4 separate regions of the Muntiacus reevesi genome follow, and all the other regions are linked to region 1. Evidence: chromatin contacts called from public Hi-C data. All regions are on one chromosome and are shown on one strand. The core of a region is the stretch at or near the end of the contact, and the rest is flanking DNA. Distances in the headings are between cores, read along the strand shown.

The links. Hi-C and Micro-C count contacts between places; a contact is called where the count stands out from the background.
Region 2: a Hi-C map of muscle shows a contact between it and region 1, with 5 times the contacts expected there. The contact joins the promoter of TRMT10A here to the promoter of EIF4E in region 1. A contact is called at or near these places in 2 of 3 Hi-C or Micro-C datasets (blood and muscle).
Region 3: a contact with region 1 is called in a Hi-C map of blood, with 2.4 times the contacts expected there. The contact joins the promoter of LAMTOR3 here to the promoter of EIF4E in region 1. A contact is called at or near these places in 2 of 3 Hi-C or Micro-C datasets (blood and muscle).
Region 4: a contact with region 1 is called in a Hi-C map of blood, with 5 times the contacts expected there. The contact joins the promoter of DNAJB14 here to the promoter of EIF4E in region 1. A contact is called at or near these places in 2 of 3 Hi-C or Micro-C datasets (blood and muscle).

The regions. Positions count from the first base shown.
Region 1 is chr16:24,744,954-24,747,653 of mMunRee1.1, forward strand. It overlaps EIF4E (eukaryotic translation initiation factor 4E), which reads left to right and starts at 1,409. Exons shown (of 7, transcript XM_065907545.1): 1 at 1,409-1,478. The coding sequence starts at 1,461.
Region 2 is chr16:24,179,013-24,181,828 of mMunRee1.1, forward strand. It overlaps TRMT10A (tRNA methyltransferase 10A), which reads left to right and starts at 1,281. Exons shown (of 8, transcript XM_065907321.1): 1 at 1,281-1,447. It overlaps MTTP (microsomal triglyceride transfer protein), which reads right to left and starts at 1,111. Exons shown (of 19, transcript XM_065907294.1): 1 at 717-1,111.
Region 3 is chr16:23,909,970-23,912,767 of mMunRee1.1, forward strand. It overlaps LAMTOR3 (late endosomal/lysosomal adaptor, MAPK and MTOR activator 3), which reads left to right and starts at 1,465. Exons shown (of 7, transcript XM_065907466.1): 1 at 1,465-1,574; 2 at 1,886-1,931. The coding sequence starts at 1,923.
Region 4 is chr16:23,862,548-23,865,307 of mMunRee1.1, forward strand. DNAJB14 (DnaJ heat shock protein family (Hsp40) member B14) reads left to right here and starts at 1,495. Exons shown (of 7, transcript XM_065907282.1): 1 at 1,495-1,846. The coding sequence starts at 1,743. H2AZ1 (H2A.Z variant histone 1) reads left to right here. Exons shown (of 5, transcript XM_065907176.1): 5 at 1-107.

The DNA of each region.
Region 1 (2,700 bases), core at 159-2,658:
CTTTATAATGTCTTCCTCATTAAACCTTACAGTAGCACTCTACTAGATATCTTTACCTCTATTTATAGCCGTGCAGAGTAATACTGTCTTGAGAAATGACAGCACAGTATCTTACATGGAAAGGAAATGTGGGATGCCATAGTGGGGATGAATTTCTAATTGCCAGTGATTATTGTGAATATAACAATATTTTCCTGAACATTAAAGTCTCTGTGGAGGGTAGCTAGAGTTAAAAAGGAGGAGGGGGGAAGCTTGTCTTGAAACTTTAAAATTGCATTCGTGTACATGATGATGTAACAAAGTACACAAAAGAAAAAACTTTTTAATTGCTTTAAAAAAAAAAATTAAGGGAAGCCGCTGATCCTCAGGAAGACACGAGGTTGCCTACTGAAGCATTTATAGAGTCCGATGCTTCTTCAAAACTGGTTACAATCATTAGCACAGCAAACCCTTGTGAGGTAAGTGTATTATTATCTGTGGTTCATAAATGAAAAAGCTGAGGCACTGACTAAGTCACTTGCCTAACGAGAATGAGTCAACGTCAAGAGTCATAGTTGACCTGGCCTAACGACTCCTGACCGTCAGTCCAGGGCTTAGTCAGCGGGGGCCGGAGTGGCTTCCCTGGCTGGCACCTGGACTTGGGCTGTTTCCGTTCACGTTAAAGCAGAACAGTGGAAGCGAGAGGACACAACTTGCAAATCATTTTTACTTCCACGCAAGATCTAACTCTAAGGTCTTAATTTCAGGAGTCGGAACAGGAAAAGCTGTCGGGTGCACTCCCCCTCCCCCAACCCGTGGCAAGTGGGTACAGTGGGCGGTGCCGCCACCCCGTTCGCAGTGATGGCGATGAGTGACCACCAGTGCTAGCGGCGCCAAGGGGCCGGCGAGGGTTGACTGCTCACACAGCTATCCTCCATCGCCAACTCTTTGTAAAACTAAGAGAAAATGGTGAGAAGTCAAAAGAAAATTAAATAAGCACACAGGCAACTCGTCCTAGGACCTCAACTAAGCAAATGAAGCCTTATTGAGCGTGCTGAGGCTTCGGTACCCAACCTTCCAGGGAAGATGGGAGGACAGGGCGACGAAGGGCACAGGAGGCATGCCTGGCAGTAAGTGCGACAGCATCTATCCAGGCGGAAGAGCAGGGCACTGAAAACCACCCTGCAGAACGCGAGTGTCCGCAGCGCCGAGAACCGCGAACCGTACCCATCGACCACGTGACCAGTTCTTTTTTTTTTTTTAACTTCTTTGCCTTAAAGAAAAAAAAAAAAAAAAAAGGGAGAGACTTCACTTCCCAGAAGCCTCTCGTTAAACACGCAGCCGCAGTCTTGCGCAGGCGCCGCCAGGGCCAAACGGACACGTCCGTCACGTGAACAGCAGCCGGCCAATCCGGTTTGAATCTCCTTTTTTTCCTCTCACCCCCCCCTTCAGGAGCGGTTGTGCGAGCAGATCGATCTAAGATGGCGACTGTGGAACCGGTGAGTATTGCCTTTGGCCCCCACCCCCACCGGTCCCCGCGCTCCGTCTCCCTTCGGACTGGGGGACCCCGCGGGACGGCGTTCCCGGCGCGCATGCTACCCCTTGCCGCCCCCTCCCCCTCTTCTTGGGCCTGACCTCCCCGCGGACAACTGGGGGCGCCCCGGAGGTTGGCCGCTACGGCGTGTGGAGCACACGTTCTGGTGGGGGCCCGAGAGCTCGGGGAGAGAAGTGGGGGAGGGGCGGCGCGGCGCCTCCGGCAGAGCCTTGAGGGGGCCACGAGGATGGAGGGTGTTCGGGGCCCTGGGCTAGGGTGGTGGGAATTGTGCTTTCGGGATAGGAGGGCGCAGGGCCGGCTCCGAGCAGGCGTCGGGATCCGCAGGGACGGTGGGCGGCGAGCCGGCCTGGAATGAGATGGAGGAGGGAGCCCCGGGGCAGCCTTTCCCTCTCTCCCTCCCGAGCCTCTATCCAGCCCAGGGACTCGGGTGCGGCGCGCGTGCCGGGGTTCATTGGACGGGTGGGCCGGGAGGCCGGTGGGCGCGCGTTGCCAGAGGGTGGGTTGGGCGGGAGTGGTGCCGCGGCACGCGCGGAGAAGCTGCGACCTCGCCGCGGGGAGCCGAGAGGGGCGAGCGCATGTTACTCCAGCGCGTCGGAGAGTTGCCGGGGTTGGCGGCAGGGGAGGCGAGAAAGGTCTGGGGTGGGGAGGAGAACCCCGTGCCGCGCGGTAAACATCTGAGAGGAGGATGAAAGGGCGGAGGGGGGTGGTTAGAAGGGGGACCACATTGTCCTCGCCCCTCCGTGCTCGAGACCGGGCTGTCATGGAGGAGGGAAGGGGGAGGAGCGAGGCCTACGGAGAGCTGCTGCCGGTCTGGTTGCCGGCGGGACCTGCTGCATTTCTCACGCGCCTGTCTTCCATTCATTCATCCTTTCCGCGCTGTGCGCACGCCTCAGAGAATGCGACTGGGTCTAGATCCGTCTGTTCTTCCGAGTCTTTATCGTCTGGAAGATTTCACAGACGCAGTTTATTGGAAATAGAAACTTAACTTTTCAAGTTAATTTTCCATTTGATTCTCTCTTTATCCGTTCTACTGGCTTCCCTCCCATTTTAGGTATCATCTTAAACTTCTTTGAAGCAAGTTGATCCCAGAGTACAAAGTTGATTGTTACCGTTCAAAGGAGAGAGTATCTTTGACATAGTTTGGTTTTGCCGGCACTGGCTCACTG
Region 2 (2,816 bases), core at 31-2,530, 570 kb before region 1:
TTTAAATTTCACACCCTATGACTGTAAAGTTAAATGGCTATGTCAAAAGAAAACACATGAGGGTGTTTTAAGTAACTTAAAATTTTTGTTTTAATAAGGGTATCAGGTACTAGCACTGAAAAATATATAATTATTCATAAAACAGATCCCTGAGGGGCAACTGAACAGCTGTTGAAAGTTTTGGCGCATCACTATGCCAGCCTGAGCTCAATGACCTACATGTGAAGGGCTAAATATCCAATTACTAATCCTCCCTCAGCTACTCTTTGGCCTGATATGGAGGTAGCTGAAAAAAGATGCCCTACTAACAGATCAGAAATGGATCCAGACTTCTTTGCCAATTCTTAGTTAAAAGATCTTTTGGACTTGACATAATGAGGAAACAGACAGTGTGGCCTACAACCATGTTGTAGTGACAGTGTTTCATGTAAAATTCGACGATTTAAAGCAAGAGTGACTTCAGTTTTGTAACTAAATTTACAGAATTTACAATTCAGAAAAGTCAAATCTGGAATTTAATTTCCTATTCACAGAAACCTTTAAACATGCTAGAATGTTTTCAAATATCAAGTATAAATCACTCCAGAGTTCTTTCCATACTTAGAGGGCAGTCTTCTATTCTTTGATTCAAACATCATTCTTATCTTCGAATTCTGCAATAATCACTTATTAGAAGTAGGCCCAAATTAAAAACTAAATAGAAAATGACCACCAACCGGATTATGTTACAGGTCTTCCTCAGGTGACTTAATCTATATATAGCAAAAAGGTTACATAGTAAAGTCAGGCATTATAAACAATGAAACGTCACCCAATGTCTTACAAAACAGTATATGAAAAACAGCTCAAAGAATCAATGGAGAGTAAGACTTATGGTTGTAAGAAAGAAAAGGCGTAAACAGTCTAGATTTAATTACATCTTATTGGGCGCTTGATTCACTTTTAAAATCTAATTTTCCACTTCAGTTGTGTAAAATTATGTGATACTGAAAGCCTCCTGTATTATAAATACAAATAATTTAGGCAACAGATGCTTTCCTCTCATCTCAAACACGGAAGAATTACAAGCCCTTTATTAGTGTTGGTCATTTTTAAGAGCAGGAATGTCTTAACATCCCTCGCCATCCCCACGAGGATATATGCCTAAATGCCTGCAGGTGTACGGCTGCCTTGAATTGGAAAAACAGGTATTACTCAAACACCTCCCACTCCAGAAACCCTAACCCCAGACCCCGCCCCACACAAACCCCGCCCCTTTCTCCCACTGCGGGTCCGGAGTTGGCGCAGTGGGCTGACGAAAGACGTAACCTCCGTAGCCTCCTACGTGCAGCTCCCGGCTCTGCCTCTGGGAGTTGAAGTTTCCAAAAGAGGACCTTCTCGAGTGGTAAAGACCACTACAAAAAGCTTTCTGAGAGATAATCAGATTCCCCGACAACTCCTCTGTTCGGTAAGTCTCTTGGCGCGGAGGCTAGCGCTCCTCTACTCTGATATAATCCGAGAGCAAAAGAAGCGCGTGCCGGTCCCGCCTTCCACTAGCAATAGGGCTTCCGGGGGAGAGGGAAGTGGGATAATGGAAAATGGTAGCAAAAACGCAGCTCCGGAAGGAAGTGACGTATGAGAGCGCGCCCCTTCGCCTCGCCAAACAGCTTTCTGATTCGTCGGCTGCAAATTAACCCCGCCTCTGTAATGCGACCGCGCTTGGGTGACCTGGAGGCTAGAGTCGGGTTCGGCTCCGCCCACTAGTATAGGTCCTCTTGCTGTAGACTTTTGTTTGGGGGTCGACATACGGGTCCTAGTATGTGAACTGTGTTCGCTTCCCAAGAATGAAGGGAGAGGGAAATCTGGACTCTGAAGGGCCGGAAAATGAGTTGTGGTTGTGCCCCTTGTTGGCAAGAGACCGTGGGCAAGTCGCTTTTCGTGTTTAAACCTCATTTTTCCTACCAGGGCTGATGTCTCTGAGCGCTGTGAAATGTGGGGAGAGGCCCAGGGGGAAGTTGCTGCAGGTGCTGTTAAAGCACGTTTTAAAAAAGGGTATTCCTTCTTTACCACCATTATGTCATTTAATTCCGTTCTGCGGTTATTTCGACATTCCTTTGGATGTTTCTGGAAGGGAGGCTGTGTTATAAATTACTGAGACTTTAGCCCAATCAGTAAAGCCATGAATTTTTTTTTTTTTTTTTTTTCAAACTTTCGGTCAGTCACACTCATGATGTGTGTTCTCCCTGCCAGGAGTTTTGCTAAGAAGTGGAAATACAAGGATAATGGAGATACAATTTTTTAATTTTTCTGTCCCACACCAGATTGCATTAGTCATCTTTATTCATAATTAGTTTCATAAAACCACCAGATGATCTATATCTAACTAAAGGAACCATTTAAAAAAATTCAGTGCTTAAGTAAACTAAATTTGGCGCAGTTATTTCTGTAATTGCTACAAAGTTGGTCGAACCTGGTGAATGAATTAAAATGTGCTGTGAATAGCACTGCATGTGAGGGACGAATGCAGACTGCCATGGTGTTTATATTTTACTTAACAGGTTAATCTGAACAAACTAGTGCATAGTTAAATGCTCACTGTATGTTACAGGCATTAGGAATTGGTACATGTCTTTGTAAAGTGTGTTGAAAGCAATAATGAAAGGATCTCAGTCTAGCATCATTTGATGCTTGATCATTGCATCATTTCCTGCAATGTATCTAGCTTATTCAAAGCTTTAAAAAAATTTCTTTTACTACATTCCTTTTTCTTAATTGGAAATAACTTTTAAAATAGCAGTGATAATAATATTGACAAGCTCATGACCTTTCTTTCTATT
Region 3 (2,798 bases), core at 215-2,714, 830 kb before region 1:
AGAATCATGGAATCAACAAGGACATAGATCAGGAAACAGGATTACTGGAGGTTTTAGTACCTTTGGGTTAGAACTGACAGAGGTATGTAGAAATATCCAATATCCAACAAGCAGCTGAAAATGTGAACCTCGAACTCACAGGAAAGGTGCAGATTTAGGAATAACATTCTCAGGATACTGTGGAAAGAAAAACAGCAGAAGAATCAAAGACAACCTTTAAGAGTGAGGAGACTGGGTGAGTAAAATAAGTGCAGTGTTCTAGAGGCTAAGAAATCAAAGGAAGGAAAAGGAAGTGGTATTCAATGATGTCAGTTGCTATGGAACTGTCAAGTTCTCTTATAATGACAAAGATCATTTGTAATATCTAGGTGCTTTGTAACTTACCATTTCATCCTCCTAAGGGTACCTAGCAAATTAGTATCTTTCCACCACACCTTGGTCTGTAGCTGGTTCCTTTTGCACTTCTATTTTCAAGGATCCTTTGGATTTCAAGGAGTTCAAACCAATCAATCCTAAAGGAAATCAACCTTGAATTTTCATTGGAAAGGTTGACGCTGTTGCTGAAGCTCCAATATTTGGCCACCTGATGCGAAGGTGACTTATTAGAAAAGACTCTGATGCTGGGAAAGACTGAAGGCAGGAGGAGAAGGGGACGACAAAGGATGAGATGGACATGAGTTTGAGTAAGTTCTGGGAACTGGTGAAGGACAGGGAAGCCTGGCGAGCTGCAGTCCATGGGGTCGCAAAAACTGGGACAGGACTGAGCAATTGAACTGAACTTAGTGATTTGTGGAAAAGAAGTTCCCCGAGACCTCATTCTCCTACCACTTACTGTAGGTTTTCCCTCAATGTGCAAATAAGCAATGCACCAAATAAAAAATTATAGACAGTCCTTAAAAGTACGGTCTTCTGAATCAAGAGCCAACGAAAGAAGGTTGCTCCATGTCTGCATATGTAGAAGCTTGATGTACACACATATATGAGATCTCCAGAAAGCTCAAGGATCCTTGATTCAATCCAGACAAGTCACAGTCCGAGGGTAGCTCGCATGGGAAAGCCGAAAGATGATTAAATTACGATCAGAGACCGACGGACCTGGGCTTCTAACCACGGGCAATCTGGAGCTTGCTGTTCAGTATGTAACACCACCCCCTTTAAATTTATTCATCTACAAGAAGAGGTTTTAAGATAACGGGCCCTTAAAAAAAAATAATGAATTTTATGCACCCTCCCCAAACAAATACGTTTTCTTCCTTGCGTATTCTGGGAATCTTCAGGGTTCCGCAATCTCAAAGCAATCTCTATTCAAGTGCAGCGATCCAGGACAGCTGGAACTCCTCACAGACGCAAAAAGCACCCGCGGGGAGTGAGCCGGGGCTTATTGCGCAAATGCGCGCTGCCCTGTCGAAGTACCTCCCCGGAAATCCAGCGTCACCTAGCGTCGGAGTCTTGGGAAGTGCTTCCGGGAGCACAGAAGAGGTCATAAATCATGTGACTGCGGCTTTTAGAGGAACCTGTCCCACAAGTTGTCCCTGAAGTGACAGTTCAGAGAACCAGGCAGCCCAGAAACCCAGGTAACTGCAGCCACTTTGCCCGGTGGTTTAGGCCGCAAGTGGTGCGGGCGGTGAGACGGAAGAAAAGACGGCGCTTTCGCCTCCTGGTTGAGCTTGGATTTGAGGGGTTAGAGGGTGGAGTGGGCTGTCAGGCATCTCGATTACCCGCCTGAGTATTTGGGAACTCCGACTCTAATCAGCCTCCCTGACTGGAGCCCTGGGGCCGTGGATCCTTGCCTGACCCAGCGGAGAGCTGACATTTGCTTATTAGGTTGGGGGTGGGGAGGGAGAGGAAGTCTTGAGGGGAGAGTCACCTGGAGTTTCTCTTTCAGGCGTGGAGATTGATCCTGCGGGAGAAAGGGGTTCATCATGGCGGATGTGAGTTAACACCCCCACATAATAGGAAGGGGAGAGTGGAGAGTAGGTTGAGACTACTGGGTGGGGAGAGGTAGCGCTTCCCAAATAGAAATTTGTTTCGTTTTACCGCTTCCCTCCAATTACTCTGTCTAGGATCTGAAGTCAGAGACTAAAGGAGTAATTTTCAGGGCCCTGAGTTTCTGCCTGGAATGGGGGTAGAAGACACTAAAGGTGCCTGAGGTTGAGACAGTTTTATTTTTCCCACGCCCCAGTTCTGCGGGCATAAGACAGGTTCTGCATATTTACCATTTCAGTTTCTAAATGATGGTTTGCTGCTCTGAATCTTTTTCCAATTATGTCTCTTTGGTTCACTGTAGCAATTGCAGATGATTTATAAAACCATTGCCTTTTTAACACAGCAATACAACTAAAATTCTACATTTAGGAAACTTAATTGTACTAGTTTCTGAAAACAACAGGGAATTATTATTAATATTTATATTTGTTTATATTTTACATGCTGTTATATTTTTACATACTGTTATTTTGCTTATATTGGAGAAGGAAATGGCAACCCGCTCCAGTATTTTTGCCTGAAAAATTCCATGGGTGGGGGAGCCTGATAGGCTAGAGTCCATGGGGTCACAAAGAGTCAGACACGACTGAGCGACTTCACTTTCTTTCTATAGTTCCTTTTGGAGAAGGAAATGGCAACCCACTCGAGTGTTCTTGCCTGGAGAACCCCATGAACAGAGGAACCTGGTGGGCTGCGGTCTGTGGGGTTGCAAAGAGTCAGACACGACTAAGCAACTAACACACGCACATTTTGCTTACATACATGCTAAATATTCTTTGGAACATTGAACATATGCTTATTTAATTATTACA
Region 4 (2,760 bases), core at 245-2,744, 880 kb before region 1:
TTGGATTTTAATTGTGATGCAGAAGTTATAGTAACAAACATTTGGTTTTGTACAGACATTATTTCCACTCTGGTGGATAAGCTCAATAAAGGTCATATCCCAAACTAGTTGTGTATAAAATTTGCTTGATTATAGTAGGAACAGCTTTGTTTTAAATAGGTATCTTACCTAGCAATAACTTAAGCACATTTCTTCCCTTGAAATCACTGTTAATTCTGTCTGTAGATCAACAAAGTTAAAAGGCCCAAGTATTTTTTTTTAAATGCTGTGTAATGAACTATTAAAAGATTTTAAAACTTCAGCACAAGTTGATGTTTTTTAGGCTAAGTTTAACCATCTCAGTTCTTTAGCTGTGTTTGCTGTTTGTGTTAGCAGCACTACACCAGAGTACTGTGCGGACTTGGGTGGGGGTGGGGAGCAGAGGCCAGGTAGGAAAATCCTGTATGTAGCTACCTACACGGAAGGTACTTCTCAGTTTAGACTGATAAGGTTTTCAGTGTGCTACACGCTGTTTTGAAGGTTACTTGTATTAAATTGTTCAGTATGTGGTAACATCTTTGGGGAACATACTATTCACATTTAACAGAGGAGAATCAAGATTTCTTTGAAAGTCCTGAGTTACTTATTTGCTGCTATGCAGACAGTATCTTTACCGAACAATGTGTGAAAATAGTTACTTTGTAATTAGGTTAAGTGGATCATTTTGACACTTAGTTTCTGGCACGTTCTTAATACCAAGCAAAAGGTGGGCCCTTTGCCTTCACTGAGGATACCAACATGGCGAGTATTTCACAAGGGTGATGATTAAAATGGGAGAAGGCAGAAAACCAAGTTTACCTATAGAGGTAATACATTGCCAAAGAGCTGATTCCTGCCCTGTTCTGCTCATGGTTACTAGCGTTTTGGTTTTCACCAGAATAAGTGCGAACTACACATTATCTTAAGTGTTCGATTTGTACCTCTTGGGATGTACTAAGAGTTTAATGGCACTGAGTCAGAAAAATGGAGTATGAATGAAATAAGGCAATGAAACGAATTAGGGTCAAAGGACGCCTTACTGGGTTCCTGAACAGCTGTGCCGGAAGCAGTGTCCCGGGGACTGGCAGCTGGGTCCACACCTGACCGAATTTTCCCTAGGCTGACCTAGGCTGAAGGGGGCCGGGGGGCGGGGCCTTTGATGCCTGGGAATTTTCTTGAAAACGAATGTCCCCACCCTCACTCGTTGCCCAGTCGTTAGGAAGGGGGGCTGCCGCCTTCGCGGGCCGCGCTGGGGGTTGGAGGGCACCGCGTTGTTGAGGCTGGCGGCTGGGTCCACGCCGCGACGGAACCCCTTCAGGGGAGCCCCTCCGGCGGCCAGCCGGCCTGATACCGCCCGCACACCCCCCTCACCCTCCAGGTCGGTTGACCCGGAGCCTGTCTGCGCCGGCAAGAACCAATGAGCGGGTTCTGACGGCCCGGCTGTGGAGCCCAGTCCGGGGACCAGAGGGACGCGGCTCGCGCCGTAGCGACCCGCGGGGGGCGGGGAGGCCGCCGTGAGGAGGCGGAGCTGCGAGCCCGCCAGTGCGCTCCGGCCCCGCCGCCGCGGTCGCCTGCGCTCCTCCCCGCTCGCCTTCGCACGCCCCCAGCCCCGGCCGGCCTTGCCTCCTCAGCGGCGGCGGCGGCTTCCGCCCCTCGTTGCTGAGCTCCCGCAGGAAACGGAAGAAGGCGCAAGCCATGGAGGGGAACCGGGATGAGGCGGAGAAATGTGTGGAGATCGCCCGGGAGGCCCTGAACGCCGGCAACCGCGAGAAGGCCCAGCGCTTCCTTCAGAAGGCCGAGAAGCTCTACCCACTGCCCTCGGCCCGCGGTGAGGCCCTCGGTCCCTTTCGTCCCCGCCCTGTCCCCGGGCCGCCGCGCAGCCCGCGCCGCCCCCACCCTCGCCCCTCAGGGAGCCGCGGAGCCCCCCACCCGCCTGACCCTTCCGGTCGGACCCCCAGAACGCTCCTCGCCGACACACCCCCGCTCGGGCCCTGAACATCTCGGCCGGGCCGGCCGTGGGCTCCGCGAGACTCCCTCCTCACCGGCCTACCTGCGAGATGCCGGCTCTGAGGCACCCGGCTGGAGTTGCCGGTTCCCCTATCGGTTTTCATGAATATCCAGCTGTCATTCTCCCAGGAGATTCATCTGGTCCTGTCTTACCAGATGGGGTTTTATATCTGGATGTGTGGTTGTGTGACCCCCTCCCTCCTCATCCTTATCCGCGATTAAGGCCTAGTGAAGTGAGAGGAACAGGGAACTCAGTGGTTAATGTACAGGTCCCTGGTTCCACCGCCTCTGGGGTAGAAAACGCTGTTCCCAAAGCAAACATTTTCGAACACCTGAGATGACATTGCTTTTCCCTGGGAAAGAGTTCTTTAGAAGAGAGGACCACAAGAATGACAAGAGTCAGTGAGGGTTTGCTGAATAGTATCCGATTTGATAGCACCATAATTATCGACAAATGAGGCACATCTTTAGGAACAGAGCATTGGATTTCCTTTAGTCGAAATCCTGCTCTTCTCTTGCTCTCTAGGCTCTAAAGTAATTATAGCCAGCACTTAGTGAGTGCTTGTGAAATACCTACTGTTTTATATGACTTATTTCATTTATTCCTCAAATCGATCCTAGGATTCATTTGACCAGGCTCACTCATACGGAAACAGACCTTTTGATGAGTGAATGAATGAATGAGTGAATCAATGAAAATATCTTACCCAAGGTCACACAGTAATTTGTAGCAAA